Regions from separate parts of the Sus scrofa genome. Here region 2 is linked to region 1. The links are chromatin contacts, called in public HiChIP or PLAC-seq maps. All regions are on one chromosome and are shown on one strand. Each heading gives the region's core, a stretch centred on a gene start, on an enhancer-like site or on the middle of the called end of the contact. The rest is flanking DNA. Distances are from core to core; before and after follow the strand shown. Region 1 holds the start of ZC3H15 (zinc finger CCCH domain-containing protein 15). Region 2 holds the start of ITGAV (integrin, alpha V).

Region 1 (6,444 bases), core at 1,796-4,295:
CCTAAATTATGTAACTAGAATCTGCTTCTGTGGAATGAGGGAAAGGGAGAAATTTGCCCCTTTAGTTTCTAAAGTGGGAATTTTAACACAACGGGTTCTCTCTCCTTCTCTCTCATACACATACACACACATACATGGGAAGAACCTTTGGTTTTGTCTTGGATCCTGGATCTCTATCCTTTTCTCTCCACCTTCCTCCAGCATTATCGAGATATAATTAGTATATAACATTGTACAAGCTTAGAGTGTACAATGTGGTGATTTGACATATGTATATATTACAAGATGATTACCATAATAAAATTAGTTAACACATGCATCACCTCACATAGTTCCTGTTTGTGTATATGTGTGTGTTTGTGTGTGTGTATGTGCAAGAGAGAGAGAAAACTTTTAAGATCACTCTCCTAGCAACTTTCAATATACAATACAGTATTGAGTTTTTTATTATTTATTCTAAAATTTTATTATGCATTTTCTAAAAAAGTGAAAACTAGTTGATTTACACTATTACATTACTATATTGTTAACTATAGTCAAGAAGTACATTTGAGACTTGTGGCTGCCTGATGGGAGGGGGAGGGAGTGGGAGGGATCAGGAGCTTGGGCTTATCAGACACAACTTAGAATAGATTTACAAGGAGATTCTGCTGAGTAGCATTGAGAACTTTGTCTAGATACTCATGTTGCAACAGAACAAAGGGTGGGAAAAAAAATGTAATGTATACATGTAAGGATAACTTGATCCCCTTGCTGTACAGTGGGAAAATAAAATAAAAAAATAAAAAAAATAAAGAAGTACATTTGGATGATGGGTAGCAAAAAATAATTTCTACTTCAGTACCAAATTTCCTACTGCCTAGAGACTCAGGTCTAAGAAATATATTCTAATATTTTCTAAAGATGTAAAGTTATGGAACAAACTACATCCAAAGTAGTAAATTCATAGCCTATCTACAAAATCAATCAATCAATCTGGACTGACAAGGGAGGTTAGGGGCTTTTTTTTTTTTTTTTTTGAGCTTTTTTATGGTGGGCATTTACTTCAAATTTAATCCTGGTCCGCTATTCCCTAGTATAGTTCGTTATACTTATACTCCCGCTTTCTGGGGCATTTGAATTTTCAACCCCTGGACTATAGCTTTAAATTTTGTTTTGTGAAAGTTTAGTTTGAATTATAAAGAAGTAGAGTATAGGGCATTGAATTCCTAATTCTACTCTCATTTGCTCTTGGATAACACAAACAAGCAAAATACTTTATTTCAGAAAACAGTAAATTCAATGAGTTGGACTTATTTCTACTACAAAGAAGTGAATATGAGAGACAAGGGCTATCAAAGTCCTATATTTAGAAATGCGTATTTTTTTTCCTTTTTTTTGCAGAGTGAAAAATGTAAGATACATGTACATATTTTAGGAGCGCATTATTTTTATTAACATATAGTTGATTTACCTAGAAGTGTATATTTTCAACTTAAGTCAAGGAAGGATTTTTTTTCTCTACAACTTCAGAGCAGAAACAAAAGCAAAGGTCAGAAGCAGAAGGGAGTTATGAACTATGAACCTGGGGCCACTATTATAATTTATGTATTTCTAGATTCTTTATAATGTCCCCATGTTTGTTACTTATAATTCAACTGTTTTATAAGAATGACTACCAATGAAATCCTTCAAAAAACAAAGGGCCCAAAGCTTATCCTTGGGAACACTGAAAAAAGAAACTTGAGGCACGTACATACCACCCCCACAGGAAGTCTTAACAAAAATTCCCCCCCAAATCAAAAAGATTGTAATAATGAACAGAGAAGCAGGCGGGGTCCTTCTGTCCACTGACAATAACAATTACGAAACTAACAAAAGATAAACAAAAAAGTAAATTAATAAGAAAAAGATAGGGGAGTCCATGAACCTGGGATAGGATCCCAGATGAAGTAAAGTTCATGTCACACACACACACACCCTCACAGGATCCTTTGGCATTATCTTATTTAGAACGTTACTAAGCAAATAATCAATTGCACTAATTTAGGGGACTTATAGCTTTCTACTTATGCAAACTAAAGAATAATTTAGAACTCTTACGAAGAAAGATGATTCTCGGCTCCAAAATTGTTTCCTAACAGGCACAGTTCAAACTCTAATTATGCAACAAAAGTAATAGCCAAGCATTGTACATTTTTAAGACAGTATTTTGGTTTGTTTACAAGCACGAATGTGCCCCATTCATTCATCAAGTGCCTTTTCAAACAAGACTTACTTTTGTAGTATCTGTGATAGGCACTTAAGACTTTGAAGTTAGATTGCCAAAGTTGGAATCCCTGACTCAGCCTTTATCATTACGTTGAATATGTTTCCCTTTTCTATGCTTCCCCTTAAAATGTGAACAGTAACAACTACCTCAATGCCGTTGTGATAACCAAATGAAATGAGGTCTGTAATGTGCCCAAGTAGTTTCTGGATTATCAAGCATTTAATGAAAATGTTTGGTAAACTTCACATTACAAAGGGGTTTTTAGGAATCATCAAGGCACTTTCCTAAAATCTGAAATTAACATGATAATTTGAATAAAAGAGTTCAAATGCCCCCTTCTCTGGGCAGCCATCCCAGGGACTCTTTAAACAAAAGCATACTTTTTCCATTTTTTCATAAGCCTTCACAGTAACTTGAAACACGCCACACTTGCTGGCAGGCCAGCCCTGCCCCACCTGGGCACGAGAAGAAAGTAACTGGGTACTCTGGCGTTGCTGTGGCTGCTCAGTGGTCACACAGAATGGGGATAGTACAGGCGACCACTAACTGAGGCGAAGATGTACACATCCTCAGCAAAACACTGCATGAGGAGAACACAAGCGCAATGAGCTCCAACCCGTTCGCCGCAACCATTATCCGGCCTGCCACAAACAAGAAAAGGCCAAGTGGGGGCGCCACATGACGCGTGACGCGTAGTCATTTTCCCACGTCCAAACCCGGCCCCCTCCTGGCTTGCCGGGGCAGAAGCGCACGCGCAGCTCCGCTTCCGGCCTCTGCTCCTCGCTACCCACAATGCTCCGCAGCATCGACCTGTCGCAAAGGCCGCATTTCAGCAGCGAGTGAGCGACTAGCTTTCCGTGCGGTGCGGCGGCGAAGGCGGCGCGCGTCTTCCTCCTCCTACCGCGGGGCCAGAGTCGCTGACGGTGTCCACTGCGCTCAAGTCTGGCCAGTGCCACCTATCTCCGCAATGCCCCCCAAGAAACAGGCGCAGGCCGGGGGCAGCAAAAAGGCGGAGCAGAAAAAAAAGGAGAAGATTATCGAAGTGAGTATCCGCCCCCACCCCCACTCACGCCGCGAGCCCTCAGGAAAGCAGCCTCTCGGTTCTCTGCTCGCCGGCTCCTGTTCGCGTCTTCCGGGGCCACGTGCCCCTCCCTTTGAGTCTGTGTGGCCCACTGCCCCTTCTCCAGCCCCTTGATGACGCTCGCTGCCTCTCGTCGCTATAGTGACGCTCTTGGCGCCCCTGCACCCAACCTTTGCTTCGGCTACACAGCCGTCCTCACAGAATGTGAGGCGGAAAGACCCCCTTCCCCCCGCCCGTTACCTGTCACAGGGTTATGTCCTTCGCTAGTCATCAAAATTGAAGACGATTCCAAGGCTTGTTTTTAAAAAATACGTTTAATTGGCTCTTACAGATTCTTTCTGAAAGGCGGATTCATTACGAGCCTTTGTGTTCCTTTTTTCTTTACCCGTCACCTGGGAGAAGTAGTTACTTCTTTCAAGCCAATAAATTACTTTTTCGTGGACGTTTTCTATTCATCTCTAAACTGTTTCAACTTATATAAAGAAAGGAGTTTTCTCTCGTGTTGCAGCCCTATTTTGTACACTGCGCTTGTCACAGATTTTGAGATTAAATCGAATGATGTTTGAGAGGTTACGTAGATGTCAGTGGCTATGTTGAGTGCTGTACCCGAATTTGTTTTTTATGACACACACACACACATACACATTCTTTTAGTGCGCTGAACCTGTTGCCCTTTAATGGCAGAGGAACGCTATTGACGTTCTCAAATATTGTTCTCAAGTGTTTTATATTTGCCTTCCAAAGACTGTATCAGTGAGTTTCCTTAAGAGAGTGAACGGTCTTTGAGATTCCATAAAAGTGTTATAGCCCTCAACAAGATATTTCTTCTCTCAATTCTGCTATTTTAATGCTTCTAATAAAAATAGTTTTTCTTGGGCGTTAGAAGTAATTGGAAAATCCATGACGGTTTTCCTGCATAAGGTTTATCTGAATAATTAAAATTCTGCTAATTGGATTTAACTAACATGATTATTTAGAATTCTAGTAGCCTTGGCCAAGTTCAACTCTTATTCAGAACCTGTATTCTTATTGCCAGTTTGTGCTATTTAGGACTGTCATGAAGTAGCATAACCAGAGATATGGAAACAAAATGATTTTCACCCTACCATCTCTGATCACCTTTTTGAACAGTCTAGATTCCTGGCACTTTAGTAGATTTCTGAGGATGGTGATCCGATGGCATTTGGTGCTGCATAAACCAAGGGCATTTTAGGGACGACATTTTACTTGTCAGCTTCCTTTACTGAGTGTTGAATTAACATGTTAGATTACAATGCAAAGTAAAACTTCCCTGTAGATGTGAAATTAAATGGTACATGACAATTTAAAGCATAATGTATGCATTATCTAGTTTTATCTATTTACAGTTGCTTTTACTTTTAAATAAATATTTATTTTTGTTTTAAGGAATTGTACATGAAAGTATTTATAACATCCCATCAATTAAAAATGTTAAATATATAATGGCTCCATCTTATGACAATGTTATTTTTAAGTAAAGAGAAAGGGACTTCAGTTTCATTAAGAAGCCTTAACCAAAGAAAAATGCAAAATAATCAGCATAGTCTTTAACCAGCCAAAAAAATTTTAACAGAAGCCCACCCCAATTAACATATGTGGTGAATGACTTTTTTTTTTTGTATGATAGTAAATGTTTTTAAATGGTAGTGTGCTGCATGGATGTGTGCACAGAGATGTGTGTGTCCTACCAGAGAGGTAGGACAATATTGTAAATTGTAGGTTAAGTTATATCATTTTTTGTGAAACTAGATTTATAGAGAATATTGTATTATCCAGCTTGGTTAGCCAACAGTATAACTATGACCATTTTATTCAGTACTATAGGTGACTTTTTTTTTTTAACATGCCTAGAGCTGTAGCATGTCTCAATGACTGTTGCAAGGGCTTGAGGACAGTTAAAGCAGGCTTAGCTCTCAGCTCTTCAATCAGACTTCATCCAGAATGGTACTTTATCAGTTTATGTATAGATTTCTACAGTTTTGAATGCTAGAAAGGATTTTTATTACCAGAGCCTTTAAAAGTTAAATGAAGTAAAATGTATACTTTTGAAAATTGTTTTAAATATTTTACTTTTTAATGCAGTTTTTAAAGGCTTCCATCTACAATTATTATAAAATATTGGCTCTATTCCCTGTCTTGTACAGTACATCCTTGAGCCTCTTATACCCAATAGTTTGTACCTCCCACTCTCTCACCCCTATATTGTCCCCCGCCACACACGCAGACACACACTCTAGTAACCACTAGTTTGTTCTCTGTTTCTGTGAGTCTGCTTCTTCTGTTACCTTTACTAGTTTGTTGTATTTTTTAGATTCCATTTCTAAGTAATACCATGCAATATTTATCTTTTTCTAACTTATTTCCTTTAGTATAATGCCCTACAAGTCCATCCATGTTGCTGCAAATGACAAAATTTCATTCCTTTTTTTGGCTGAGTAGTATTCCATGGAGTGTGTGTGAGTGTGTGTGTGTGTGTGTGTGTGTGTGTGTTCCGCATCTTTGTCCACTCATCTATTGATAGACACTTAGGTTGTTTCCCTATCTTGGCAAATATAAATAAAGCTAGTGTGAACGTTGTGGTGAATGTATCTTTTCAAATAAGTGTTTTTGCTTTGTGGGGGTATATACCCAGGAGTGGAATTGCAGGGTCATATGATAGTTCTGTTTTCAGTGAAGTAAAATATATTTTGTGACAGACTTGTAATGAATGTAATTGAAACCTAGCTCATACTGGTTATTGATTTTTATGAGCGTAATTTTTGTGGAAAAATTATACCATCATATACTATATTTTGACATACAAAAGGCTAATACTTATTTCCGAGACTTGTTAATTTTTGAAGATTTTATAGAACTATGTCCTGGGGAGTTCCCCTCGTGGCTCAGTGGTTAATGAATCCGACTAGGAACCATGAGGTTACTGGTTCAGTTCCTGGCTTTGCTCAGTGGGTTAAGGATCTGGCGTTGCCATGAGCTGTGGTGTAGGTCGCAGATGCGCCTGGGATCCTGTGTTGCTGTGGCTCTGGCGTAGGCCAGTGGCTACAGCTCCAATTCGACCCCTAGCCTGGGAACCTCCATAAGCCTCGGGTGC
Region 2 (6,105 bases), core at 74-2,573, 110 kb after region 1:
ATTTCATCTGCATTCATTTAGTCAGTCAACTCCCCCCCCCCTTTTTTTGGCCCTGTGGCCAGACAGGATCTTTAATCCACTGTGTGGGGCTGGAGATCAAACCTGTGGTGCTGCAGAGACAAGGCAGGATCCTCAACCTGCTGCAGCACCTCAGGGAGACTCCCAGTCAGCATTTTATTGATTGCTTACTATCTGCCAGGCAAGGTGCTAAGACGTGTGAATGTAAAGAAAGAGGTGAAGGTTCCTGCCTCAGTCTTGAGGTCAGGGGCCTGGGCCTAGTGGAACACATCAACAGCGAACAAGCCCCAAAGGGCCTCATATTCCTTCTTCCAACCCCAAAATTATATTTCTATGAGTTATCCGAAATCATGTGACTTTAGCTAATAAACTCGGATTAAGGTTTTGACTAATTTAACATAGCTTAAAACGCTTACTGCCTATTCTTCGCCTTGCCCATCCTTTTGTTGACCCGGTGAAGTTCAGCTTTAACACATCTCACCTGGAAGAGGCTGTGCTTAGCACTCTGGAAGTTTATAATTAAGTTCTGTGTTTCTGTGGGGTAGGAAAACGACCATTCATTATAGAGTTTCGTTTATGAGAGCCTGCCAGGCTTTTAAGTAGCAGAAACTGGAGAAACGGATAAAGCCTTCCTCATTTTTTAAACAAAAGTCGCACGGGAGTTTCCTGCGGGACCCGGGTGCCCTAGGCGCTCTGGTGGACGTGGGAGGGTTGGGAGGCTGGATCATAGTTCCCGCCACTCTCCCCTCCAGCCATCCTCCCGGTGTTGGGTCTGAGGCTCTCGTCCAGGAGCGCTGCCACTGACTGGGACTCTAAGGGTCTAGGGCCTCCGCACAGGAGCCCTGTTCTCGGGACAGGAGGAGACAGCGCGCACGGAAGTGCGCTCCGCTCGCCCCAGTCGGAGGCCGACTCTCCTCCTCCACTTCCTCCAGCGCTAGGGCTCAGCCTCCCAGGCGGCTCCTCCTCCTGCTCTGCCTCCTCCCACTGGCCGCCGCTGCACTGGGGCCGCGGGTGGTGCGCCCATCCCAGCAGTCCCGAGCCGGAGGCGCGACGCTGAGCGGCGGAGCGGGAGGGAGGCCAAGGGGCCGCCTGCGCTGCTGTCCCCGCCCCGCGCGCCCTGCGCCCCACTTTCCCGGCGGCCGCTCCAAAGCTCAGCCCTCCTGCCTCCTCCGGCGCTGTCCCGGACTCTCTGGGAAGCAAGCAGCCGGCAAGTTTCGGCGCGCGCAGGCGGCGGGCCGCGGGCACCGTGCGCTCCGCGAGTGGTGGCCGCGGCTTCGGGCTCTGCGCCCCGCGCGCACTTCGGCGATGGCTTCTCTGCCGCGGCGACGGCTGCGCCTTCGCCCCCGCCGCCTCTTGCTCCTTCTCCCCGGATTCTTGTTGCCTCTGTGCGGCGCCTTCAACCTAGACGTGGACAGTCCTGCGGAGTACTCCGGCCCCGAAGGAAGTTACTTCGGGTTCGCGGTTGATTTCTTCGTTCCCAGCGCGTCTTCGTAAGTGGCGGCACTTGGAAGGGGAGTCGGCCCCCTCCCCCATCACTCGCATCCACCCTGCGATTACCCACCGGGAGAGATCTCTGCGAGAGACCCTGGCGTTTATCTATCCGTTTCCTCTAACTCCCTCCTCCTACTGGGCGGTTTTGGGGGAGATGAATCCCAGTACCACCTACCACCCGGTTCCCCCTTCTCTCCTCCGAGGGAGCGCTTTGAAACAGACCTATGCTTAAAATTAGGGGAAAGTGGGAGATCAACAAAAGGCTGGTCCGGCGGCACGCCGCGCAGCCTCTGCTGGCGTCCGGGACTTTGTCAATTTCATTTCCAAACATCTTTTTTCCCGGTACCAGTTAGGCTTCCCCCGTAGCCTTTTTTGGCTTCACAAACTTAAACACCCGTGTTTTTCACTCTCCTTGAACAAACCCTCCCCCATTCTTTACGCCTCTCAATCTTGTTCTGTCTCTTCTTATCTGCTCCTTTCCCAGACATTCTGATGACTAAAATGACCGCTCTGTCGTGGTAAATTCGTTGTATCTTACCTCTGAGACTGTCAAACCTTTGCACATTTGAGGGTGAACAGATGAACTGAATGTGTCATCTGTTCTTTTTATAGTGATTCATTATTTAGGTCATTGTTCAGAAAGAACAAGGGTGTTTGCTGAGTTTTCGCTCACTACAGGTCATTTGAATACTGTAGAATTTAAGAATCCAGTTATGTTTCAAATTGCCAACGTTTCGCGTTGCACAGTATTTGGAACAGAGTTACTGTCATTATTGGATTAAAAGTTGTCTCTGACCTTACCGAACGCTGACGTCATTCTCACCACCCTACCCCCTTTTTAGCCTTAGAAAATACTGTTTTCACTGTTCACTGAATGTCTTTTAATGTTTAAATCTTTTTTCCAAGAGGGAATATTGTTCTTAGGATTCTTTCTAAGTTCTTAGAAATTGTAACAACCTATTTTTGTTTTAAAGTTTCCTCTATATTTTAAAGTATTTTTTAGATGGGGAGAGGGAGGATAATTTTAATGGTCAGTACTTTTTAGAATCATTTTTCCTATTCATACCTGCTTAATTTGAGGATGATCTAAATATTTTTACATGACTGTTAGAACATTCAGCAGGATTTATTCTTTCTGAATGTTGCTGAGTATCATTCATTTTGTTGACAATTTTTGCAGCAATAAATAGGTTCGAAGCGGTTAGTGGAAACTAGACCTTGTTTTATGTTTTATGTATGGTTTTTCCAGCCTCAGTGCTTTCTATGAGACCTGAGCACACATTTTCCAAAATGATAAGAATAATCATTAACTTCAGCAAGCATTTGCTGCCTTCTCACTTGATCTAATCACTTGTTGGCCTTTTCTGTTATTTACATTTTTTTGTTGTTGTTTCCAGATGGTTTTTGGTCCTTGCCTTCATGGAGCAGAAGATTTTAGTTGCTTCTGAGGAGGCTCTTTAGATCTAATTTCTACAGAACTTCTAATAATTTTGAAAATATGTATTCTTTTGTCAAGAGTTAGTGCAGTAGCAAGAGGTAGCAATTAAATATTTTCAAGTTGATGGAATGTTTTGCAAATGTTGCTCTTAATTCTTTGGCAACTAACTCTCTGAGTTCAGTTGTTCACTTTACGTGTTTTTTACCATAAAAAATGCAGTAATATTGACCTGTTGGCATAAGATATTTCCTATTTTTGGTTGTGAGGCTGGATGGCTAATCAGTGACTAGTTATTATGGTCATTGAATATACCATGACCTCATAGGTTTACATGACCTCCTATTTGGGCCTTAAATGGTTGAACTTGCTTTTGTTTCATATAACATCTTGAAACTTTCTTAAGTGACTTTGTTACTGATAGACTAGTGAACTCTAGATATAGCCTAACAAAAAATGATAAACTTTGAGATTTAAAAAACCCAAAATATATATAAAAACAAAGGTGTCTGCTTCTGAGCCTTTAAGATTTAACAAAGATTAATGCAAAGTTATGCTTAACTTTGTAAAAAGGTACCTGGGGATGCCATTATATTATAATATTACCAGCTGTATTTATTGTTGTTGTTATCTGGTATGATAATAAACTTCCTAGAGTGAAAGAAAATTTTCGTAGTAAAAAAGTGCTAATTAAAGATTCCTTTCTTCTGAAGGAAGAGTTCTTGGATTAATGAGGAAGCAAAGGTAATAAGGTCTCCTCCTGCTGCTTCCTATTTCTATAGATGTCTAAATATGTCTAGCAAGCTGTAGAACTCTTTTATGTCTCATTTTTCTTGTTACAGAAAATTGTTATTGAATTATATCATATTGTGAAAACTAATGAAACAATTTTTTTTTCAAAAGAAGGAGAAATAAACTACTAAGCAAAAACATTGACTCCTCAGTAAAATTCCTCCAAAAATGAGTCTTAGGTTTGAAATGAAAAGTCACAAAAATTGTGATTTGAGGTGCTCCCCTTGTAGCTCAGTGGCTGAAGAACCCGACTAGAATCCAGGAGGATGTGGTTCTGATCCCTGGCCTTGTTCAGTGGGTTAAGGATTCTGTGTTGTGGCAAGATTCGGTATAGGTGGCAGATGGGGCTTGGATCTGACATGGCCATGGCTGTGGCATAGGCTGGCAGCTGCCGCTCTGATTCAACCCCTAGCCTGGGAACTTCCATATGCCGCAGGTGTGGCCCTAAAAAGAAAAAAAGGAAAGAAATTGTCATTTGAATATTATGAAAAAAAAAAGAAAAATTTCAGAAATGCAGAAAACAAACTTATGGTTACCAAAGAAGGAAGGGAGGAAGATGGGAAGGATAAATTAGGAAATTGGGATTAGCAGATGTAAACTATTGCATATAAAATAGATAAACAACAGTGATTTACTGTGTAGTACATGAATCTATATTCAATATCTTGTAATTATAATGAAATATGTGAATAATGAATATGAAAAAGAATATATTTGTGTAACTGAAGTATTTTGCTGTATGCCAGAAACTAACACAACATTGTAAATTAACTGTATACTCAAATAAAAAAGAAAAATTATGAAAAATAATACATTAACACTATATTTTTTGCATTGACTTATGGTGACTATATTGTCAAATTTACATAAAATTTAAATATTATATATAGGCCAGGAAGTAAAGTCATGTTTTTCTTGTGGAGAATAATTGGATAAATCAAAAATTACACCCTAGGTTTAGTTATAATAATGATACCTTATACTAGTTGACCTATCTTATTATTTACAAAACACTTTTACTTGTGATAGCTCAACAGGGAAAGCAGGAAAGCAGATAAACTTATTTTTAGAGATGAGAAAACAGGTCAGAAGAGTTTGAAGCTTTTAGTTGTCTGAGTGGGGTGGGTGGGGTCAGGGAAAAGATGGAAACAAAAAGCAGAGGATATGAAATTCAAATTCCATTTAATTTTTACATTCAAATTTAAAAATTTTAAAAAGAAAGTGAACAATTTTCTTATTCTTAAAATGTCAGTCATACAGTTCTCACTTTACGAATATATTTATTTTTAAATAATGCCGTAATGAGCAACACTGGCTTACCAGGCTTTTTTTCCCCAGTTAAACACTAATGGAGCCTTATTTACGGTTATTTCTGTTCTTATGACCCCAGAGACAAGTTGTGGGTGAGTGTGTCCTGTTCTCAGATGGTCCTAAAGAATAGTCAGTGGGGGTGGGGAAAAAATGTAAATGTAGTGTATACATGTAAGGATAACTTGATCCCCTTGCTGTACAGTGGGAAAATAAAAAAAAAAAAAAGAATAGTCAGTGGTTCTCAATCGTAACTTTCTGTTTGCAACACCTGGAGAGCTTTTAAAACCAAACTGCTGGCTGGTGGCCTGGCTGCATCTTAGATCTAAAAGTAGAGCTCTAACTCTATGTTCAACAGCTTGTGGATCATTTCTCCTTGACGAGCCTGTCTTACCTCAATTTGACTAAAAATGAACTCTTTTTCACCAGATGGTGTCAACTGCACCTCTGTTTCTATTAATGGTGCCATCATTTTCTCTGTCGCCCTAGAAATAATTTCATATTCCTCCCTCTCATTTTCTATTTTTCTTTGTCTCTTCTGCTGCACACCCCTAATATTAGTCAGTGATTAGTCACCAGGCAGAAGGTCCTAGAACTAATTACTTTTTTTTTTTTTTTTTTACCATGCCCGTGGAATGTGGAAGTTCCTGGGCCAGAGGTCGAACCTGTGCCATAGCAGTGACTGAGCCACAGCAGTGACAACGCCACATCCTTAACCCACTAACCCACTGAGCCATGGGACTTCTAGGATTTCTTCCTTTTAATGCTTCTTGCATCCATCTCTGCTTTCCACTTCTCCTTGGACCAGTCATCACAAGCATGGTCCGTGGCACTAAGGGCATTATCCCTCTGCCCATCATTTAGCTCTCAGGCCTGCAAAAATCTCCTACATATTTCTAACAGTTTTATCTTTCAGAAGCATCTTTTTGATCTTGATATTCTGTTGTGTACCAACCTACATCTACTTTTAAAAGTTTGTATCCCATTTCTCCCTTCACCTTTGTAACCCTTTCCAAAAAGACACCAGCTCATTTTTATGAACTTAGTGTGGCTCTGGCTAT

Evidence for each region. HiChIP or PLAC-seq counts read pairs in DNA pulled down with a chosen protein or histone mark.
Region 2: a contact with region 1 is called in an H3K27ac HiChIP or PLAC-seq map of alveolar macrophages. The contact joins the promoter of ITGAV here to the promoter of ZC3H15 in region 1. A contact is called at or near these places in 2 of 5 promoter capture datasets (fetal liver and liver), 4 of 47 Hi-C or Micro-C datasets (epiblast stem cells, heart right ventricle and skeletal muscle) and 2 of 2 datasets of contacts at active chromatin or transcription factors (alveolar macrophages and skeletal muscle).

Annotation. Positions count from the first base shown.
Region 1 is chr15:91,490,546-91,496,989 of Sscrofa11.1, forward strand. ZC3H15 (zinc finger CCCH domain-containing protein 15) reads left to right here and starts at 3,046. Exons shown (of 10, transcript XM_001926616.6): 1 at 3,046-3,293. The coding sequence starts at 3,219.
Region 2 is chr15:91,603,645-91,609,749 of Sscrofa11.1, forward strand. ITGAV (integrin, alpha V) reads left to right here and starts at 1,324. Exons shown (of 30, transcript NM_001083932.1): 1 at 1,324-1,508. The coding sequence starts at 1,324.